Regions from separate parts of the Mus musculus genome. Here region 1 is linked to region 2. The links are chromatin contacts, called in public promoter capture Hi-C maps. All regions are on one chromosome and are shown on one strand. Each heading gives the region's core, a stretch centred on a gene start, on an enhancer-like site or on the middle of the called end of the contact. The rest is flanking DNA. Distances are from core to core; before and after follow the strand shown.

Evidence for each region. Capture Hi-C pulls out chosen DNA fragments and counts their contacts.
Region 1: a promoter capture Hi-C map of liver shows a contact between it and region 2. The contact joins two enhancer-like sites. A contact is called at or near these places in 9 of 39 promoter capture datasets (3T3-L1-derived adipocytes, the HPC-7 cell line, HPC-7-derived erythroid cells and 6 more), 11 of 484 Hi-C or Micro-C datasets (the G1E-ER4 cell line, bone marrow-derived macrophages, embryonic stem cells and 5 more), 2 of 115 datasets of contacts at active chromatin or transcription factors (both in embryonic stem cells) and 2 of 9 other capture datasets (adipose tissue and liver).

What each region holds. Positions count from the first base shown.
Region 1 is chr13:12,431,601-12,437,134 of GRCm38.p6, reverse strand. Heatr1 (HEAT repeat containing 1) reads right to left here. Exons shown (of 45, transcript NM_144835.4): 36 at 5,163-5,455; 37 at 4,356-4,506; 38 at 3,365-3,523; 39 at 3,084-3,218; 40 at 2,844-2,948; 41 at 2,593-2,761; 42 at 1,934-2,088; 43 at 1,307-1,465. Among named protein-coding and RNA genes, the nearest start is that of Lgals8, 27 kb to the left of the region's middle. Within about 2 kb of position 3,009, at least 3 of the 459 cell types and tissues checked have an H3K27ac peak or open chromatin away from gene starts, as enhancers often do. A contact at or near this core is called in liver, where this site is marked.
Region 2 is chr13:12,230,506-12,235,544 of GRCm38.p6, reverse strand. It overlaps Mtr (5-methyltetrahydrofolate-homocysteine methyltransferase), which reads left to right. Exons shown (of 33, transcript NM_001081128.3): 12 at 9-88; 13 at 2,531-2,643; 14 at 4,460-4,600. Among named protein-coding and RNA genes, the nearest start is that of Mtr, 25 kb to the left of the region's middle. Within about 2 kb of position 3,209, at least 13 of the 459 cell types and tissues checked have an H3K27ac peak or open chromatin away from gene starts, as enhancers often do. A contact at or near this core is called in liver, where this site is marked.

The sequences.
Region 1 (5,534 bases), core at 1,760-4,259, 200 kb before region 2:
ATGAGGTATTAATAGCAGGCCACTGAAACAAAATAGCCCCCTTTCTAATTTGGAGTAATTTTCATAATTATATTTAATCAAGATTTTCCTAACAGTAATCAAGATAAAATACTAAAATTTGTTTCTGCAACCATATGATAAATAGCTTTACTGTTTTTAACTCCTAGAAATGTGATCAATTGAATGACTCCGACTTTGGGCTGCTTATCAGTGAGGCTCTTTCTTTTTTTCAAAGATACACACACACACACACACATACACACACACACACACACACACACACACACACACACACACACACACACACACACACCATTGCTCTCCAGACACACCAGAAGAGGGCATCAGATCCCATTACAGATGGTTGTGTGCCACAATGAGGTTGCTGGGAACTTGGGACCTCTGGAAGAGCAGTTGGTGCTCTTAACCGCTGAGCCAATCTCTCCAGTCCCCCAGTGAAGCTCTTATTTGATAGTTTGATAGTGGTGATTTATTAATAAAACGGCTAGAAAATTCCAGGTAAGGAATGTTAACTTCACTCAATGTACCACGGCACTCATTTCTAACCAGTGGTATTTAGTATGCTAATGCTCCTGCCTACTTTACCTAGGGCACTGTGAAATATAGCTATTTATGAGAGCCTACAGAAGAAATCAGGAATTCTTTACTGTATATACGTGTGTGTGGTGGCTGAGTGTGCACTTGTGCACACATGCATCTGAAGGTCAGAGGCCAATTTCAAGTGCTGTTCCTCAGGTGCCACACTTTAATTTTTTCCAGCGAATCTCTCAGTTTTGCATGTAACTCTCAGATACATGCCAGCATGCTGGCTTTCTTTTTTTCTTCCTTAAATGATTTACTTATGTTTTATGTGCATTGGTGTTTTGTCTGAGTGTATATCTGAGTAAAGTGGGCAAAGCCATTGGAAGTGGAGCCATAAAAAGTTGTGAGCCACCATGTGGGTACTGGTAATTGAACTTGGGTCCTCTGGAAGAGAAGCCAACTCCCAAGTGCTGAGCCGTCTCTCTAGCCCCTAGCAGGTGGCTTTCTATGTGAATTCTAGAGGTCAAACTTTGTTCATATGCTTGCACAACAGGCACTTCATCAACTGAATCATCTTCCCAGCCCAAGAGTTCTTTATGAAAGCTAGAACTCCATATTATACAGCAGCTCAGACCTCTAGTAGTGCGGGCCTAGGGCCAGGCTGTCCCTGTCAGTACCCCGGCTGACATCATGACTCCAGGTGGGCATTTAGGCAACACCCACCAGGGGAATGCGGCATCTGAGACTGACTCCCAGTGCTCACCTTAGGGGAAGAGTCTCTTGTCTTCAGCAAAATCTGGTAGTTCAGGGGTTTCCACATGGAGTCATCTGCCATGGCCACAGAGAACTGTGCGATGCAGGGCACCAGGTACTTGGTTACCCGTTCCTGAAACCTTTCTTCTCCTCCAAGCCTGTTTTCCAGCTGGGAAGATACATGGGCTGTCAGCATTAACAGGCTCAAAAAGTAAGTTCTCCCCATACTAATCTTGTCTCTAGGGCCAACTTCTTCCCTCTGGATCTCAAACAGCTGCAAAAGCCCTTAGCACCAACTTCTCCCTCTGGAAGACCTGGGGTGGTGGAACTTTCCTGTGGGAGCAGCCATGCTCAGCGAGGCTCCTTTAACAATAGTTAACAAACCTTTTCAATGGATAAACTGACAATGAGATCTTATTTCTTTCCTTTTGAAATTCCCAAGTAAAACTCAATGAACTCCACAATAAAGACAAGTCAAACCCATGGAAAATCCATTTTTGAGTAACATTTTCCTTAAAGGATCCGTCTCCTGAAAACACTGTATGACTAAGCCTTGTAAGCTATCATGTCACATATACAAACCCTGCAGAGACGGATCCAGGAGGCCTCAGTGACAGAAGGCCTTGCAGTGGGTTACCTGATCCACCAGGGGCATCATCAGGGCTTCTGCTCTCTCCCTACTCATGAAATTCTGGGTGTCAAAAAGGAAGACCTTATACAAGCAGTTCAAGATAAACTGCAGCAACAAGCAGCACTTTTCAGGGTCACGTTCGGAGTCAAAGAAGGCTTCGTCTGTATGCAGGGAAAGAGTACAAATGCAAAACACTCAGTCCTGGTGCTTAGAGACACTGCCATAACTACAGCTAGGAGACTGTGCGAATGACCTAGAAGCTGTAAATGGTACAACACCAAACAATGGTGTCCACAGATGGGGCTCTCCTTTAGAGCTAAGACTGTGGTGCTTAAGTTGAGCAAGTTCAGATAATTATCAGCAAAGGACAGACCGATCCAAACCTGGGGAGGAACCCATGACCTTACCTATATCAGGGACACACTCTACCACTGGGCTGTCTCCAGTCCCAAATTATACAGCTACTACCAATAATGAGTAATAATGCCCACTTTACCCTTTCTCTTATGTCGATTATTTGTTCTAACATAATAGAAAATATGGCAAAGTAAAAGTTCACCATCCTTACACCAAGGATTGTAAGTCTTTTCTGAGCTCTAGGTCTTGTCTACGTGCCTGTGTCAGACACACGGACACGGGTGCCTTGGCCCAAAGGAGCTACCAACCTGTTTTGGAGATGTTTACTTGGTTCAAGGTATCAGCAAAAGGTTTCACCAAGTGGCCAGCAAACAGAGTGAAAAGGCCTTTCAACTTCTCAGCAATGCAGTCAGCCAGATTGTAAAATGTCAACAGCCTGTCCTTCGGCGCATCTTCTGTCTTGGCCCAATCAAACAGCTACAACCAGGAGAGAACAGTGACATCATCTACTCACCCTGCCAGTGACAGTGAGCATGACATGCAGGTAAGAAAGGCTCACCTTGAAGAAGAGAGGCCTGAATGTGACCTCTGAGAGCTTCACCACCATGGCCACTAGACAGTCAATGATCCAACCTTCCGTTTTCCCAACTTCCTCTAGATCGTCCTGAAAAGAAAGGAACTAATTGGCATGGACTCAATGTTTTGGCAAGGACAAATGCTACACTGTTAAAAATTAATCTGGCTCTTGCACAGATAGGAAATGACAGCTTCAGGGCCTGGGGAGTGGGGACCAGCTCACCTCTGAATGCTGTGCCCGGAAGTCCAGGGCTTCCAGGAAAAATGTGGTCAGCTGAGACTGGTGAGATAAGAGCTCTTCCTTCTTCATCACCCCAATGTGCTCTTGTAAGATGCTCATAAATGGGCCCATGTGATTCTACCGTGAATACAGCAGAGAATATGTTTGCCTTGTCTTAGAGCTCAGTGCATCCTCACAGAAGTGAACGATGCTATGCTCCCAGACACGAACACTGAGCATTCAGCACCACCTTCCCGCTCCAGAGATCAACAGTTAACACTCACCTTCCAGTTCTTCTGGATCTGTTTGAAAGTCTTGCTAATGGCTGGCAGTAGGACTCGAGGTGAGAGCTCAGTGGCCAGGGTCTTTTTAAGAGCTGTCAGGCGAATGTTAGCCTGTGAGGCAGAACCCATTTCTCTAGTGATTTTCTCTAGGTGAATCACCTGCAGGAACATGAAAAACAGTGACTGAGGGCACTGGACTGTGCTGGCAAGCACACTCACAGGATGAACAAATAACTCTTCTAAAGCAAACTGATTATCTGCAGATGAAACTGAGTGGATGACTCCCCTGACTGGAAGCCGATGAAGAAGGTGAATGTCGAGCGCAGGAGTACAGAGAACTCTCAGCCCGATCGATGGCTTTCCTACAACTCAGGTTCTTGCTCACTAAAAGCAGCTGAGGAAGACTCCATCAGCTTAGCCCCCTTCCAAGAGACAGCAGCTTTGAGCCCTTGCTGAAGACAATGAATGTCAAGTCACTGGCACCATGGCAGTCAAGACTCAGCTTCACACGGCAAGGAATCACAAACCAGAACACTAGTAACCTGGTCAAGGAGGACTGACTTTCATGGCTATTTTCAGCTAATGCCACTCGCTCACAGTGTGCTGACAGGCAACAGCTCACCTGTAAAGGAAGAAGCCCACTATATGAAACACCTTACAGCTAAAGACGCTTTCCCATCAAAGCCACAGCCATACTAATTTCCTAAATAACAGCGGGCAACTCTTCCTGCCACCCTCAACGATCTAAGGTAAATAAAAGCTGTACATCACACACAGCTGAAAGAAAGACACCCTATTTTGCCTGTTGGTTCCATGATGAAGCAGAGATGACAACGAAAGAGAAAGAGGTACATGTTCAACAGACACACACCTCTGTTTGGAAACAAGAATCACATAATGAATCATAGGAAGAGCGAGCCAGTAAGATGACTGAGGGGTGAAACTGTCCCCCTGGCCACCCTGAGCAGCAAGTCACAATAACCAAACCCACCTGGGTCAGAAGGCCTTCCAGGTAGGGGCTGATGAAGTGTGGCAGAGTCTCAACGACTTTGTGCAGGGCAGCCAGGGCGCTGAGCAGGCAGACCTCACTGTGGACCAACTCACTGGTGCTCTTCATGGCTGTCAGCAGCGAAGGCATCAGGCTGGCAAGAAGGAACAAGTGTGTTAGAGCAGCTTCAAGCCACAAACACTGAAGAAGGGAGCTGGGGACATGAAGAAAAACTCTCAGCCAGCTGTGTTTGCTACACAACACTGTAACCCACAGTATGCAGAATACTGCCTGTACATTTTCTACTACTAGATCCAAAAAAATCCTTGGTGCCAACAGTGCTGACACATGGTAGCCGTGAAAAGGAATGTCTTCAATGGCTGAACATGTGCAGAGCACAACAAGGCCTATAAAGAGAAACACGGTGTGTGTGTGTGTGTGTGTGTGTCTGTGTGTGTAGAGGATATGGCCCTGTATTACAGATGGCAGGGTTTTAAGATTAGTAACTTGTTACAATGCTAGCAGGCTATGGTCAGAGCCAAATGCAGAGTCAGGAGCGCCCAGCTTGCCTCTGCCACAGCAAACGGCTGCTCTGGCCATGCTTCCGCTGCTCCCTAAGCACTGCGACTCTGGAAAGGAAGAACATCGCCAAGCAATGTCTGAAGGTCACAGGAAATGGTGCACTTTCCAGAGCAAAGAAAAGATCAATTCTTTCACTACTCTATTTTCCTTTACTTTCTATTCAAGAAGCCGAAGCCCTGAACGCATTCCTTCCCCATTTCCGTTGTAGTGGCTCCTGTTCCTAGGTACCTGGGCAGCTGGGGGATGGCCAGCGCTTCCAGAGTGGACGTCACCTCTGCTATGCACAGCAGGGCGCTTCCCAGGACATTCTTCTCCTCCTTTTTCTCTGGTTCTATCAGCTTTACTGCAGTGCTGAGAACTGGTATGAAAGGCTCTCGGTTCTGTGCCCCGAAGTTCTTGCACAGGAGTTTCAGGGTGTACAGCGCTGTCTGTCTGTTAATTGCCTGTTCATCCTCTGCCTCCCTTTTCTTATGTTGCACAATGGCCAGAAGGACTGGAACCAGTTTGAGAAAGCGGTGGACCTGAAGAAATGGAAGCCAAAACAACCTGTAATCAGAGCTACAAGAAGGGCCAGTCTTCTTTCCCATCTCCCCTGCTTGG
Region 2 (5,039 bases), core at 1,960-4,459:
TAATTTAGGGAAATTGCGGAAGCTGTGAAAAAGTGTAAGCCAAGAGTCCCCCCTGCTAGTGTTTTTGAAGGACATATGTTACTGTCTGGTAAGTCATGAGGATGTAGTTGTTCGGGTGTAGTCAATGTGCTTGTTCTAGTGGATAGTGATATCCATGCCAGGAAGCTTATTAGGTCAAAGAGTGCTTAGTTTTCGTGGCACTTAGGGAAATTTACTACAGAACTTTTTTTCCTAGAAATGGGGTGGAAAGATTAATTTCTGGGTAAAAATGGCCTCAAACTCCCAGAGATCCACCTGCCTCTGCCTCCTTAGTGTTGAGATGTATCATCATACAAATACCATGTATCATCAGGCGTGTATCATCAGTTTTTATTTTTTTCCTGAAATGGTGGTGAATTAAGACAGTCTCACTGTATAGCCAGGGGTCACCTCAAACTAGCAATCCTTCTGTCTCCACTTTTTTTTTTTTTTTTTTTTTTTTTTTTGGAGACAGGGTTTCTCTGTGTAGCCCTGGCTGTCCTGGAACTCACTCTGTAGACCAGGCTGGCCTTGAACTCAGAAATCCACCTGCTTCTGCCTCCCAAGTGCTGGGATTAAAGGCGTGCACCACCACGCCCGGCTCTGTCTTCACTTTTTGAGTCTAGGATGACAAGTGTGTGCCACCATGTTCAGTCTGAAGGATACTTTTATCAACTTTAGTAGAAGTGGTAAACAAGAGAAGTACTGCTTCTGTATTTGACATGTCATCCCGCTGCATCAGAAGCACTTTGTAGAATGCCCTCAAATCATACAAGCACCCTCAGCATTTAGTGGTGGTCATCCCTATTTGCCTGGTAGACAAACCTGCAGATTCTATGAAAGGTCAGGGCACAAGGCTCATTAGCACTGAGAAAAGGCAGCAGCTGAAACTGTAGAAAGTAATTGCTTCCTGCGTCTGTGAACAAATGGCCTGGAATATCTGTACAATTACCTACTCCATATTCATAATCTTCCTCTTGCTCATACTGTTTTTTTTTTTCTTAATGTTTTGGCAAAGGACTCAAGGGTGGTCATCTTTTCTTAGCTCTGATAGATGATGCTAATTTTGTGCTTCATTTTTATGTAATTAAGGAAGAGCCACTGACTGATTTGTAAGCTGAAAGGTTGTGTGAGCAGTTGTCTCAGGTTTGTAGAACCATATTAGTGATCCTACACATAAGGCCATGTGTCCCCAGCGCCTGCCTGTGCTATTCGGGGAAAGTAAAGGCTGTGTGAGAACCTTTTCTGTGACACTTCGTAGTCTCTATGTTGCTTTTGTTACCTGTGTGTAATGCATCTACAGGTATAGCTGGCACTTGCATCTGCATTAGCTTGTGCCAGGGCAGATGCCATTACTCCTTAGCAAATAAAGTAATTATATGCCAGAAGCCCAATGGCTGCCTTGGTTCCTCACAGTGACTGTCACAGCGACTCCTGGATCTCCATGCTGGTCCTCCCTCATCCAGTTTCAGTGCTAGTTTCAGGTTCATGGTCTCTCAGTGAAAGAGATGAAGTGAACTTTCACATACACTGTTGATGGGGTGAAGAGATTTGATCTGTTCATCTCTAAGCTGATTTCTGACAGCATCAATGGAGCAAAAAAGGAAAAAGAGAATATATAATGGCTTCAAATTTCTATAAGCTACATTGCTGGGACTACGGTCTGATTCAACAATTCTTTCTGTTTGTTTTTGTTTTTACAATAGTCTTTATTTGAGAATTTTATACAACATATTTGAACATGTTGACACATATCTCAACTCTTCCAATAATTACCCTTTCTACTCTGCTGTCCCTTCCTACCCAGTTTTAGTTTTCTTCCCCCTCCCAAGCTCTGTTGGTGTCACCCAGCTAGTTGTGAAAAGAAGAGTAACACATTGAATTTCCCTCTCCTTCTGTGCCTCTCTGTGGCCCTGCATCCCAGCAGCTTCCCATGCCAATAGCTTCTCAGTTCATCAGCTCACGGTGGGATCATGGGGGGGGGGCTCCCCCCAGTCAGCCAGTGATGAGACATGACAGCCCTCTCCCTCCCGAGGCCTAGGGATTTTCAGGGGAGAGTGAGACAGACACCCCACAGCTTTCAGAGGCTGTGGTAGCATCAAGCAGGGTTTGCAGACCCAGCAGAGTAGCTGCACATGTGAACTCACACACATGGCAGCGGGAGGAGCTCAGCCCTCTTCTGATGGGAAGTTGCTTCCTGGCTCTTGCCCTGCCCTTAGTTAAGGGCTGTGATGACTTTCCTTCATTTTCAGAGGTTGTCCGGTTCAGCCCACTAGTGGTTCTTGTAGCACAGAGCTCTGAAGTGTTCCCTCCCTTGGAGATCTGGTTGTAAGCACAGCAGCAACAAAGAGCCCTTTGGGTGTTCAGAAAAGGAAAGATTGTGACCCTGTTTCCCTATTAGATCTCCTGTCCCATCTGCTCAGATGGACATTTTTTTTTTTTCTGAAAATGTTTTGTTTCATGCCATCCATGTGCATTTTCAAGAGTTTTTCAAAATGTTTCTCCTTTTAAGGTCTAGAGCCCTTCAGGATTGGACCATACACCAACTTTGTTAACATTGGAGAGCGCTGTAATGTGGCAGGATCCAGGAAATTTGCTAAACTCATCATGGCAGGAAACTATGAAGTGAGCATCCTCGTGAGAACCCTGCTCCCTGGGGGTGTTGCCGTGCCTCTGGGTAACTGCATGTCAGCAGTGTTGAGTTCTGGCCCGTGCTGGTGCTGTTGCAGGGCTAGAGGGATGCTAATGTAGGGATGCTAATGTAGGGATGCTAATGGCATCTGGCAGGAGGTGAGGCTGCTGGAGATCTGAAGCTGCTGCTGTTGGTCCTGCCCCCAAAGCATTACTGGAGCATGGAGGGAGCTGACTCAGAGGGACCCAGCTTCTGGCCTTTCGTTGTTAAGTTTGGATATTTGGGAATATTTTCCATTTTGGCCACTCTGAAACTGTTCTATGGAAAGTGAAAGCCCCTTGGCTTTTTAAAAATTATGTATTATGTATACGAACGTTTTGCTTATGTGAATGTATGTGCACCATGTATGTGCCTGGTGCCCATGGGACCAGAAGAGGGCACTGGATCCCCAGGAGATAGAGTTACAGATGCTTTTGAAGTGCCATGTTGGTCCGGAGGACTGGACCTGGGTCCTCTACAAGAACAAGTATTTTTAAGTGCTGAATCATCTCTGCTCCTGCCAAGGAGACTTTGTACTCATCTGACCACATCAGATGCTTACTGGTGAAGGCATTGCTGATCCTATTAGCTGTAGGTCAGAACAAAACGATCAGGCCCTTGCCTTGAGAACTCTGAATTTTTAGAGTAATACTTAAGATGACTCAAATTTAATCCACACAGTGCATGCCCAAGACATCTGGATAGAGTTTACTTTCTACAAATATGAAATTAAAAACGGAGGAAAATGGTTGAGGTTTTAGGTTGCTTTTGTTTGTTTTGTTTTACTGTGACTTATTATTATTTTTTTAAACTGGGGCATAGTGATAAATGTCGTCAATACCAACACTTGGAAGGCATAGGCAGGTAGATTCTCTGAGTTCAGGCTGGCCTGGTCTACAGAGTGAGACCCTGCCTCAAAATTTTTTTTCTTTTAATTAACTTACTGTGTGTGTGTATTTGTACTTGGACAGTCATATGCAAGCCACTGCGTGCATGTGGCGGTCAAAGGACAACTTGCAAGAGTTGATTTTGTTCTTCCACACTTATACTTTGGGGGTCAAACTCAGGTTGTCAGGTTTGGCATCAAACACCTTTACCAGAACCCTCTCACTGTCCTTTGAGTTTTAATGATTTTTTTTTTTTAATTTTAGGATCTGGATAGATTTAGTTTTCTAAAAAACAAATATACTTATTGTGAGTTTATGCATGTGTGTGTGCATGCAGAAAAGGGCATTGACTCCTTAGAGCTGGAGCCAGAGGCACTCTGTGAGAAGCCTGGCTTACTCCTGTGTCCTGAGCTACAACCCCAGATCTTCATGGTTGTGATTAGATGCCCTTACTCTTTGGCCCCGCTTTCTAGCCTATGGAATTAGCACTACTCACCTATGCCCAAGACAGGGTCTTATGTACTTCTGGCTGTCTTGGTGGAACTCACCATGTAGACCAGGCTGGTCTTGAACTCACAGTGGTCTGCCTGCCTCTGCCTCCCAAGTGTTAGGATTAGCCTCGATTTTGGGATTGTTAATTACTGTTTCTTGGCATCCTCTAGAGTTTTCTTTTTTAGTGCAGGTGTTGATTGCCTTAGGTAGGACACTGCCTTGGTGGACTCCAAGCAGGGAGCTGATGTGTGGAAAGGGTTACTAGCCAATGTTGAGTGTTGGGCAGCAGGGGACAACCTGTGTGTGTTTCAGTAACAAAGGTCCTCCGGGGATGGGAGGAATTACTCTGCCTAGACAGCTCCTAACCATGCTTCTTCCATTCCTTTTCCAGGAAGCCCTGAGCATTGCCAAAGCACAGGTGGAAATGGGAGCTCAGGTGCTCGATATCAACATGGACGACGGCATGCTGGATGGTCCCAGTGCAATGACCAGATTTTGCAACTCCATTGCTTCTGAGCCTGACATTGCCAAGGTTGTACAACCTTGTCTATCCATCCACTCAGGAACTCTTTTTCTATCCCGTGCAGTTATTTCTCATTCTGAGCTTTCCTAACTAAGCAGTCTGTCCACGTGGAACAGATTTTGGAGAGTGTTAGGGCTTTAGCTTGGCTGTTGTCAGATGGCTGTTGTCAGGTATCTGGGAGAGGTAGGCTTCAAGAGACTGAGTTTTGTCCGTTGTCTGCAGTCTGAGGGCTGACTGTCGTATCTCAGAGGGATGCACTTAGCTGTGGCTGCCACGCCGGTTCAATTCCCACCATGGAAAATGGAGCTCAGGTAGGGCTTCCTTACTGCAAGGAGAGACCTTGTTAGGCAGATCAGACAGTGATGAATAATGCTTCAATCAAGGTTTCATGTCTTTGTTCATAGTTGTTCTTTAAAAGGTGAAAGTTAGGGGTTGGAGAGACAGCTCA